3 separate regions of the Mus musculus genome follow, and all the other regions are linked to region 2. The links are chromatin contacts, called in public HiChIP or PLAC-seq maps. All regions are on one chromosome and are shown on one strand. The core of a region is the stretch at or near the end of the contact, and the rest is flanking DNA. Distances in the headings are between cores, read along the strand shown.

Evidence for each region. HiChIP or PLAC-seq counts read pairs in DNA pulled down with a chosen protein or histone mark.
Region 1: an H3K27ac HiChIP or PLAC-seq map of trophoblast stem cells shows a contact between it and region 2, with 15 read pairs. The contact joins the enhancer-like site here to the promoter of Laptm4a in region 2. A contact is called at or near these places in 5 of 39 promoter capture datasets (the C10 cell line, cranial neural crest, macrophages and 2 more), 2 of 484 Hi-C or Micro-C datasets (the G1E-ER4 cell line and cortical neurons), 10 of 115 datasets of contacts at active chromatin or transcription factors (the SCID.adh cell line, T-cell acute lymphoblastic leukemia, bone marrow-derived macrophages and 7 more) and 4 of 9 other capture datasets (adipose tissue, embryonic stem cells, liver and 1 more).
Region 3: a contact with region 2 is called in an H3K27ac HiChIP or PLAC-seq map of trophoblast stem cells, with 13 read pairs. The contact joins the enhancer-like site here to the promoter of Laptm4a in region 2. A contact is called at or near these places in 15 of 39 promoter capture datasets (the 3T3-L1 cell line, 3T3-L1-derived adipocytes, the C10 cell line and 9 more), 36 of 484 Hi-C or Micro-C datasets (the AtT-20 cell line, CD8 T cells, the G1E-ER4 cell line and 25 more), 23 of 115 datasets of contacts at active chromatin or transcription factors (the NIH/3T3 cell line, the SCID.adh cell line, T-cell acute lymphoblastic leukemia and 15 more) and 4 of 9 other capture datasets (adipose tissue, embryonic stem cells, liver and 1 more).

The regions. Positions count from the first base shown.
Region 1 is chr12:8,725,017-8,728,555 of GRCm38.p6, forward strand. The region is part of intron 10 of Pum2 (pumilio RNA-binding family member 2); the gene reads left to right. Among named protein-coding and RNA genes, the nearest start is that of Gm4755, 44 kb to the right of the region's middle. Within about 2 kb of position 2,030, at least 10 of the 459 cell types and tissues checked have an H3K27ac peak or open chromatin away from gene starts, as enhancers often do. A contact at or near this core is called in trophoblast stem cells, where this site is marked.
Region 2 is chr12:8,919,804-8,923,002 of GRCm38.p6, forward strand. It overlaps Laptm4a (lysosomal-associated protein transmembrane 4A), which reads left to right and starts at 1,504. Exons shown (of 7, transcript NM_008640.2): 1 at 1,504-2,491. The coding sequence starts at 2,156.
Region 3 is chr12:8,752,437-8,755,721 of GRCm38.p6, forward strand. It overlaps Pum2 (pumilio RNA-binding family member 2), which reads left to right. Exons shown (of 21, transcript NM_001160220.1): 21 at 1-147. Among named protein-coding and RNA genes, the nearest start is that of Gm4755, 17 kb to the right of the region's middle. Within about 2 kb of position 1,430, at least 9 of the 459 cell types and tissues checked have an H3K27ac peak or open chromatin away from gene starts, as enhancers often do. A contact at or near this core is called in trophoblast stem cells, where this site is marked.

The DNA.
Region 1 (3,539 bases), core at 780-3,279, 190 kb before region 2:
GAAAGAAAAGAACCTATAGAATTTCATGTTAATAAATTGGGAAATACGGGCATAGTAAATTTTGTATTTTTATTTTTATCTCTGCTTCATTGTAAACACTACGCCTTTTACAAAAATTTGCATCAGAAAATAGCAATACTTAGTCCCCCCTTTACTTACCCTCATAGCTACATCGATCCTCAACAGATACTTTAAGAATCCAATCTCTCTTTTGTTACTATCATTTGGCCTATCCAGCCTTACATATTAGCCTGGATTAGTTTTGCCTTGTCTTCTTTGATGTCTGGTTCTTTTGTTCTGCAAACGTAGAATCTTTCAACATTAATATACATTTTTGCATTAACATGTATGGAATGTGCAGTGTGTACAATTCAACTAAAGATTATTCTTTGTGTTCAGATTAGGGAAAAGGCATCAAATTTTATAAGTCTGTTTGTACTATATATCCAATTTATAATATAAATTTTTACCCTTGCCATACAGAGGATGGCATGATAAATCTTGAGAACTCTGTAACCAACAAGATTTACAGGCTGGGCATAGCTGTAGTCCTGGCTTGAGATATCCAAATTTTAGCCAGTTTCAAACCTGTTCCCACATAAAGGGATCAGTGTATATACTTTATCTGTTTTATTTTTCTTCTTGGTTTCTTCCTTTGTTTCTGTTGCCAAGATCTTCAGTATGTCTGCTCTGGTTAAATCTAATTTTCACTACTTTTGATGGAATCCACAGCTTTTTTTTTCCCTATTGAAACAGGCAAAACCTCTTCCTCAATGCAACACATTCCTTTCTTTTCATTCTGAGGTTTTCACATACATAGGCTGATCTAACAGTTCTTTCAGTGTATTTCAGCAGCTATGTTATGTCTTAATTGATCTTTAAAAAATAAAGTGGATAAAGTATTTAATCTATCTCTGAGAGATCCCATATCCCCTTTCTGTCCTGTATTTCCTTTAAAGCATAGTTAGATCTTTTTACAGTTGTTTAACCTGTACATTTGTAAGGTATATTTGTAAGATGTATATGTTTTACCCTATAATATTTTAAAAAACTGTTCTATTTTATTGGATACATATGTCAAAGCATCATCAGCTTCAGTCTGTAAAGGTATAGCCACCATCTCTAATAAATGTGCAATCTTAGAATTATTTCTTTTTAAAACTCAAGGCAGAAGCCCCTTGGAATTCTGAATTTGGCATCAACTATATGATGTATTAATACATGTAAATATTTTACATTTTCAAATTCTACAAAATGAAACAAAGTATTGTATGACATTGTTCTAAGGTGACTTCATTAAACAGAATCTGTATTTTTAACTCAGTATATTTTCCTCAAGCCTTTGTGGATTTTTCTCATCTGGAACTCCCCTTATGCTGTTGTTGTAGACAACATAAGAATGCACTGAGGATTCCTGATTCTGATCTAAAGAATCCTTTAATCTCATTATCCATTCCTTAGTCCTTTCCCTTTCTAAGTCTGCTTTATTCTGATATCTTTTTAAAGGGACATCTAAAATTGTTGTTGTTTCTGAAAAAATAATTATTTGTACATTGATATGTGAAACAAAGTCATATGGGACTCAGATGCATTGTGTCATGTTTTTCATTTTTTTTAACACAAAATATTTTTCTTTTTAATCTCTAACTTTCTCCTTAAGGACTTCCCAAATATCTTACCAAGTCTGTTGTTTGTTTGTTTGTTTGTTTTAGCTTTTCCCGTTGTCTGCAGTGTCTGTAGCTGGCATCTGCCATGTCTCTGACATTTAGCTACTCTCTGCCACATTGCACAGGCTGCTGGCTCTGCCCCTCCTGTTGGTCCTTCTCTCCCCTGGAGGGACCAGCAGGATTTTCCTGAGGGCCCACATATGACTTCTACCCACTCTGAAAAGGTGGCCTGTGCCTCTTCTGGCTCCAGGCCATTGCAGGCTTCACACACTGATTTCTCACGGGCCCAGGTTGCTCAGTCCCTCTGTCACCTGGGAAATGTACTAAGGCTCTGGTTGAGTCTCTCTTAAAAAGAATATCTTCTGCCTGGCTGGGAACTGCTCTAAGAGGTGATTGTTCCCTGCCTTTCCACCAGGGGCATACCTGGATCTTTTGTTCTAAGTTGGGATTTTTAGCTAAGTTTGGAATACAACAATGATGGGTGCCATTTGTAACTTTGGGCTTTTCCACCCATATCTCAGTTCCTGAATAATGACTCAGAGGCTTATTATTTATTAAAAAGTGCCTAAATAGCTAGGCTTGTTCCCAGTAGTTTGTAGCTTATTTAATGTTTAGACTATTCGTTATCTGCCATATGGCTAGTTACCTCTCCTTAGTTCCTAAAAGCTGGTGGCCAATAATCTGAGGCTGAATTAGAAGGTGAAACATCTGGCAGGGAGACACACTCTGAGAAATAGTCAGAGGAGATTTTGACCCAGTGTCGTCCCCTCCCCCCCCCTTGAAGGAAGTCAGTTGTCAAGCTCTTGTCACTGTGAAAGGCGAACCTTCTCAACCTGAGCTCCAGGAGAGAGTTAAAACCCTATTGCCCCAAAATAGCTGTTACTCACAGTTAAATTGTCTTCTGTGCCTTTGGAGCAGTACTTTTAATGTATGGCCCTTGGGAAAATGTCAAATGTCATTTGTGTAGTTTTGATTCAGAGGAGAAATTCTCTTGAGAAAGAACTGCTTAGAAGTAAACTGCATTTTCTGGTGTTTTTTATAAATGTAAAAATGTCATCTACCTCATACACAAACCTACAATAAAACTAAGGCCTCTGTGAGAGTCTTTACAGGTTGACTCTTAGTGATCCTAAGTTGTCTTCTCAGATTATATTTTTAAAATTTTTTAAACTTTTGGGGAGGGGTTTGAAACAGGGTTTCACTGTGTAGCTGTAGCTGACCTGGCTCCCACTATGAAGACCAGGCTGGATCTGTCTCACAGACCCTTTTTTAAAAAAATGCCAACACTCGGGAGGCAGAGGCCAAGAAGCAAGTTCCAGGACAGCCAGCATTACACAGAGAAACCTTGTCTTGAAAAACTAAATAAAAGTAAGATATGTTTTATTTTCTGTGTATGGGTATTTTTGCCTGACTCTATATGCTTGACCCCTTGAAATTGGTCATAAGCTGCCATGTATGTAGTGGAAACTGAACTTGTGTCCTTTGCAGGAAAACCAAGTGCTCCTAGCCTCTGAGCCATTTTTCTAACCCTCATATTTTAAGATTTTAAAGTGATGCTTACAAGTGAAATTCTAAGTGAATTTATTGATAATGTACTTGCTCTAAAATTTAGACAAGCCTTTTTTTTAAATTGTGTTCTAATTTACTTCCTCTAGTCTTTCTAGCCTGTCTCTTCATAACTGACCAAATGGTGATATTTTTCTATTACTTAGTTCTTGGAAGCCTATAGCTTCTGTTTTAAGAAAATAATTCTTTTCATAATCTGTAAGTAAAAGACATGACTGATAAACACATTTTTAAAATACCTCAGATGTGGTTTTTCCATCTGTATTCAGAGGTTTAGTAGTAATAATGTGAAATCATTGACTAAAC
Region 2 (3,199 bases), core at 254-2,753:
TTGTGACAGACGTAGGTAGGGGATCAGGAGACAGAAGCAAGGGGGTCAGAAACTGAAGAGCATCCTAAGCTACATAGTGAGCTGGAGGCTAGGTTGCGATCATGTCATAAAACAAAAATAGAAAGGAAAAGAGAAAGAACGGGGAAGGGAAATTGAGACTATGAATTAAAGAGGGGCTGGGAAGATAACTCAGTGGTTAAGAACACTTGAGGACCTGGGTTTGGTTCCGAGTACCAACATGGAGGCTTACAACCAGTCGTAACAACAGTTCCTGAGAATCCAACACCCTTTTCTGGCCTCCAGTGGGCACTTTACCCACTGAGCCATCTCCTTATGCCCAGTCCATGTTCTTAACAGACATATATAGTATATTTTCATTAATAAACTTCTAGCATTGTCTACTGGCTTCAATTATGGTAGGCAAAACACTCATATACATAAAACACAGTCTTCTAAAAAACCAAGTGTTTTCTGCTCTTTCAGATGCCTAGAGTTCAGTTCCCAGGACCCACATCAGGCAGCCTGCAATTTCAGCTCCAGGGGGATCTTATGTCTGCTTCTGGCTTCCTCTAGCGACTGCTACACATGTAGCGTTTTTTCACTCACACACATATTCTAGGAACCTTAAAGACCCACAAATCCTGCATCCCCCTCATTTGCTTCCTCATACACTAGGCTAGCTGGCCAGAGAGCTTGCAGGGATGTCTCCTCACTCAAGACATCTGTCTGGCTGTAACAGCTGGGTTTTACAGAAAGGTAAAGCCACAGCGTCTGGTTTTCCATGAATCCTCACGATTGCTTTGCAAGCACTTTACCCACTTACCACCTCTTCATATATACTATATTTTCATTAATAAAATTCTAGCATTGTCTACTGGCTTAAATTATGGTAAAGGCATGGATTTTGTCCTGACATCTCTTCCCTTCCTCTTTCCAAAATACTTTTGAGGTTCTTTGAAATTATTCAGTGTTTATTTGATTATGCCTATTATCCACAGCTGCACACTATGGTACAGTTTCATTCCTTCTCAAGGTAGCTACAAGCCTTGTTTGTTTGTTTGTTTGTTTTTGAGACAGGGTTTCTCTGCATAGCCCAGGCTGGCCTTGAACTCAGAAATCCACCTGCCTCTGCCTCCCAAGTGCTGGGATTAAAGGCGTGCGCCACCACAGCCCGGCTGATAGCCACAAATCTTAAAACAAATACAAAATAAATTCAGTCAAAAACTTGACTCAGTTAATGAGGATCATAAGATGTTAGAAGGAACTATAGAGTGAATATAAAGCACCCATTGTTGAAGTAAAAATGATAACTGAATCACCCAACTTATGTCAAATGGCTTTCTCTGAGAAGAGGTATGAGTCAGTGAGTCTCGTGTAACATGCTGTAGAAATGTCCAGCATCCCACAGAAAGTTGAGGCTCACTCTGGCATCAGAGCATGCAGAAAAGTGTGGCTTGTTTCTCACTTAAGACACACTCTCTCATTCTCTATTTTTTTTTTTTTTTTTTGCTTGTTTTTCTGGCCTATTTCAATGTCCTTCACAATCTTTCTCTTCAAGAAGAAAAAAAAAATCACTATTATCTGTATAAACTCAACAGCTAAGCGGTTTCTCCACTTTATCATGCTGTCATTTTCCTTAATCCCTTGGCCTTTGGCAGAGTCCAGTGGTATTTATTGGCTCCCTCTAAGTAGGCTTCAGAGAGATGGGGGAAGGACAGAAATCCAATCCTTTAGCCTACTTGCGAGCCCTCCTTTCTGGTCTGAGCCTAGAGGGCCACGCCAGAATGGTAGCCACGCCCCTTCCCGCAGGCACGCCCCGACAGGCCCAACAATAGAGCACGAATACGTCACGTGGGCCTCGCAGTGACAAAGACAACGTGGCGAAAGACAGCGCCAAAAATCTCCGTGCCCGCTGTCTGCCACCAACTCCGTCTTGTTTCACCCTTCTCCTCCTTGCGGAGCTCGTCTGGGAGACGGTGAATTACCGAGTTACCCTCAATTCCTACAGCCCCCGACAGCGAGCCCAGCCACGCGCACCGCGGTCAAACAGCGCCGGAGAGAGTTGAACTTTTGATTGGGCGTGATCTGTTTCAATCTCCACATCTTCTCCAATCAGAAGCCAGGTAGCCCGGCCTTCCGCTCTTCGTTGGTCTGTATGTGGCAGAAGGCGGAGGGAGAGATTCCGAGCCGACGTCCCGCGAGAGCGGCGCCGGGCGCCCAGAGCGCAGGCGCACAGGAGTTGGCAAGGGCCCGGGCCGAGGGCGGGCCAGAAGACGCGTCCTTTGGCTGTGGACACCGTCGTAGAGTCGTCTGGGTTGAACCGCTGGGCCGAAAGCTTTTGTCAGGGGCCTGGGCGAGAACGAGGCCCGCGAGGTTCCGGATGGTGTCCATGACTTTCAAACGGAGCCGCAGCGACCGGTTCTACAGCACCCGGTGCTGCGGCTGTTGCCATGTCCGCACCGGGACGATCATCCTGGGGACCTGGTACATGGTAAGGGCTGGCTGGCAGGGCCGCTCCACCAGGCCAGTGCGCCTGCGCGACAAGTGGGCCTGGTGGGCAGGGGGCGGGGACGTGAAAGTTGTTGGGGCGCTACTTTTCGGGGTGCTTTTAACTGTGAACTGAGGCTTTACGAGATGGGGCTCCCCAGGATTTGGGAGGGGATGGGAATAGGATCGTCATTTCGGGTTCGGGAAGTGCGCAACCCTCATCCCGCCCCACCCCCCCATCGAAACAATTATTGTCCCGCAGTTATGCAGCCAGTTCGGACGTTTTGTCCGAATCGAAAGCGAAATCCAGTTCGGGTGCCTCCTGCAGTTTTTGTTGAGGCGTTCGGTGATGTAGCCAGAGGTCTCTGTTTTGAGTCTAGACGTTAGCCAGAATTTACAGTGGGTCAGATTTTCCTCATTACACCCCCTCCCTGCCTTGTCAGGTGGGTTTTCATCCCAAGGCCGCCTTGGTTTGGAAGAGATGTTTATTGAAAGCCTGCTATGTCCTTACTGACATTTTCTGGGCTCCAGGATCTGTGTGATTCTGTCACAGCAGATGGACGGGCTTGTTGGTTCCATATTCGGCAGAAAGTCTTGTGACTTAAAAAAAAAATTAGTTCCCAGTATCTGTTCATATGAACTTATTTGTTGCGATTTCCAAACCCGTGATTTTTTAAAGATAGTTTTAAGCAATTAAACTTTGCCGAAGCTT
Region 3 (3,285 bases), core at 180-2,679, 170 kb before region 2:
CTGGCTCTTATTGGCTCAAATGAAATGTTATCTTCACTTTGTATATTATGTATAAATTAGAAAATGAAACGTGTGAATAACATTGTATGAAATAAACCTGGTCTTGTGTTTTTCTCTAGATAAAATATCCCTCTATATCTCTGTCAAGAGTGCCTGATTACATCACTTCACACACACACACACACACACACGCACACACGCACGCACGCACGCACGCACGCACACACACACACACGTGTGGCTTGCTTTCTGCATAAACTTGGGACTGTTCTAGGAAAATGTATATTGGGTTCAAACCTGAGTTTAAGACTTACCTTACTATTTCCAGACTTTGGCTGTCAACAGCCTGGGTGCCCTAGTGAACTAAAGATTTACTTAGGTGTTTTATGTATATGAGTGTTCCGTCTGCACGTAGATCTGCATGGCAGAAGAGGGCATCAGATCACATTACAGATTGTTGTGAGCCCCCATGTGGTTGCTGGGAGTTGAATTCAGGGCCTTACTTGCTGAACCATCGCTGCAGCCCCGGAGTTTGATTCTTTTATGATTATTAGTCGGGTTTTGTGTGTGTGTGTTGTTTTTTGTTGTTGTTGTTGTTGTCTGTTTGTTTGTGGAAGGTTTTGATTTTTCAAGACAGAGTTTTCACTGTATAGCTCTTGGCTGTCATGGAACTCTCTGTAAACCAAGTTGGCTTCATAGAGCCCCTCTAGTGCTAGAATTAAAGGCATGTGCCACTCTTAAGTTTTTGTTCCTTCCGTAGGTGGGAAAAGGAAACACCATAATCCAATATTGCTTATCTTTCTCTGACTTCAGTTGTTTAGTTTTATCTTGGTTTGATCATTGCTATGAAAGCAGTTTTTTGGGAAAGGTGAAACTCTTGGAATTATCATGCCCAAGAAAGGGCCTGAGTCATCTCTGTCCTCAGGATGTTGTTTGTTTGTTTGTTTGAGCAGAGAGGGTAAGGAACTCAGAGGAACACTGTTCATTGTCTGCTCTTCCTCCACAACTCGCCCAGGCCTGGGGTAAGGCTTCTGGAATGAGTCTGGTGCTCTAGACCTAGAAGTCAGGAGGATGAGAGGCTGCAGTGTTCAAGGTGTGGTACAGAAGGAAGTAGAGGTCTGTCCTTTGGTCTTTAAGTTAAAGGCCCAACTACTTTCTAAGTCCTAAATGTCTTGTAGATTCTATACATAGGTTTTAAGTTTAAATGGTCAGCATGAGTTAGGGATAACAGTTCAGTGATGTGCAACTCTTGGACCAACATCGATCTGGCCTTTGGTCATCTCCAGCAACACAGGAGCACATCTAAGAGGCAGGCTTCCTAGTTATAGTAGGAACCTGGCAGTTTTGCTGTTAAAGAGCCAGCTGATGAAGAGTGCTTGGTGCTCTGACCGGTCAGTTCAGTTTTCATTATCTACCCTAGGTGGCTTATGACCTCCTGAAACTCCAGTTCCAATGCCCCCTGACTTCCCTGAGCACCCACACCCACATGGTACACATACATATATTTGTTGTGCTAGCTCAGCCAATTGGTAAGTCTGAGCATGTACCATCAAAATTGGGTTTGCCCAAAGGAAGCCACAGTAATTCAGAAGAACTGGTAATTTAGCTTTATAGCAAGGAAAGTGGAAATAAGGAAAATTTGCCCACTGGCATAAACCACTCCTTCCTAGTATCTCTGGACTTGATGGGAACAGAAGTCCAATAGGTGTCTGTCTGTCTGTCTGCCTGTGTCTGTGTGGAGGTATCCTGCCAATCAGCCTTTCTCAGAAAAGAAATGCCAGTAGTCTTACCTCTGCTGTATGAAGCACATGCTGCAGTAATTCCTGAACATGCTGGCAAGTCAATGTAGTTTTCTAGCGTTCTGGAAGTGTGCCTAGGGCTCTCTAAAGATAGCCACTGCTGTGGCTGTGAGAACAGTGATCAGGGCGACAAGGAAGGGTTTCTTTGGGCCGAATGTACCCAGTGGGTTAAGAGTCTGTCACCTTCACAGCTAGGAAGCATGGCAGGAAGCACCAGGCATGGTGGCAGAAACAGTTGGGAGCTCTCATCTCAGAACCCAAAACGGGGAGCAAGCAGAAAAGTCTTTAAGCTCTCAAACAGCCGTCCCCACTGACATACTTCCTACAGCAAGGACATACCTAAGGTTCCCCAAACAGACATGAACTGAGAACCAAGCAAGCATTCAAATGCTAGAAAACGGGTGGGGGTGGCATTTGTCATTGAAACCACATTCTATTCCCTGACTCCTATAGTCCCATGACTATATAAAACAAAAATGCATTTTGTTTGTCTAAGTCTGCATCATGATCAGTGGTGTACCTGTTTGAATATTGGGTCTCACCAGTTTATGGCCACCCGGAACCTGTAAATGCAACCTAACTTGGTAACAGGTCTTTGTAGTGAAGTCACTCTGTGCCCTAAATCCAGTATGGCTAAAGTTCTAAGCAGGAATTTGGCCAGGTGGTACCTACTCTTTGGTCTGTTCTAGCTGAGAGATTCTGATCTTTCCAGCAGACACCAACCTCCAGAACCTAGAGCTGCTCTTAGCATCCTGGCTTGTGATTTTGCCATACATTTCCCTCCAAATCATAACGTCCCCTCCCAGCTCACACCTCAATCAGGTGTTTTCCCAGGGAAGCAGCTGCTTCAGAATGAAAGGCACTTTGGGAGGGCAGTGACATCCCTCCCGTTCCATTCCTTGTATTTCCTCCTCTCCTGGCTGCCTCACACTCAGGGTGTCAGTCTGACAGCATGAAGTTCAGTACCGGAGCAGCACACATGCCTCCGTGTACATGAATTTAAAGAGCCTTACCATAGGACCCCCCAGTCCTACTCCTTGGGATCTACCCCTCCACACACCGAATACATAACACATGACCCCATCAAAAGGTGGCATGAAGTGGTTGTAGCAGCTCTAAGAGACTGCATCGGAACTGTCACCCAAAGGCTCACATGGAGCTGCATCCTCCCAATAGTGAAAGTATTGGCAGGCGAGGGAGCCGCGGGGGAGGGGGCGGTTTACCCTACTGGAAGTGTGCTGTCCTTCCAAGGGGATTGTGGGATCCTAGGTTCTTCCCTTCTTCTGTCTCCTGACTACAGCAAGGAGGCAGTTTTGTCACTCAGTGTCACCAAGACATGTTACATCTCTACTGCTTGAAAGCAACAGGGCCAGTCATGGCTGCAAACTATTCTTACAAAGTATTGTTAGTGATTTGTTGACAGGAATGGAGAGCTGACGTGACCATATCCATAATTGCCACAAATTCAAACCAACCTAAAGGTGAA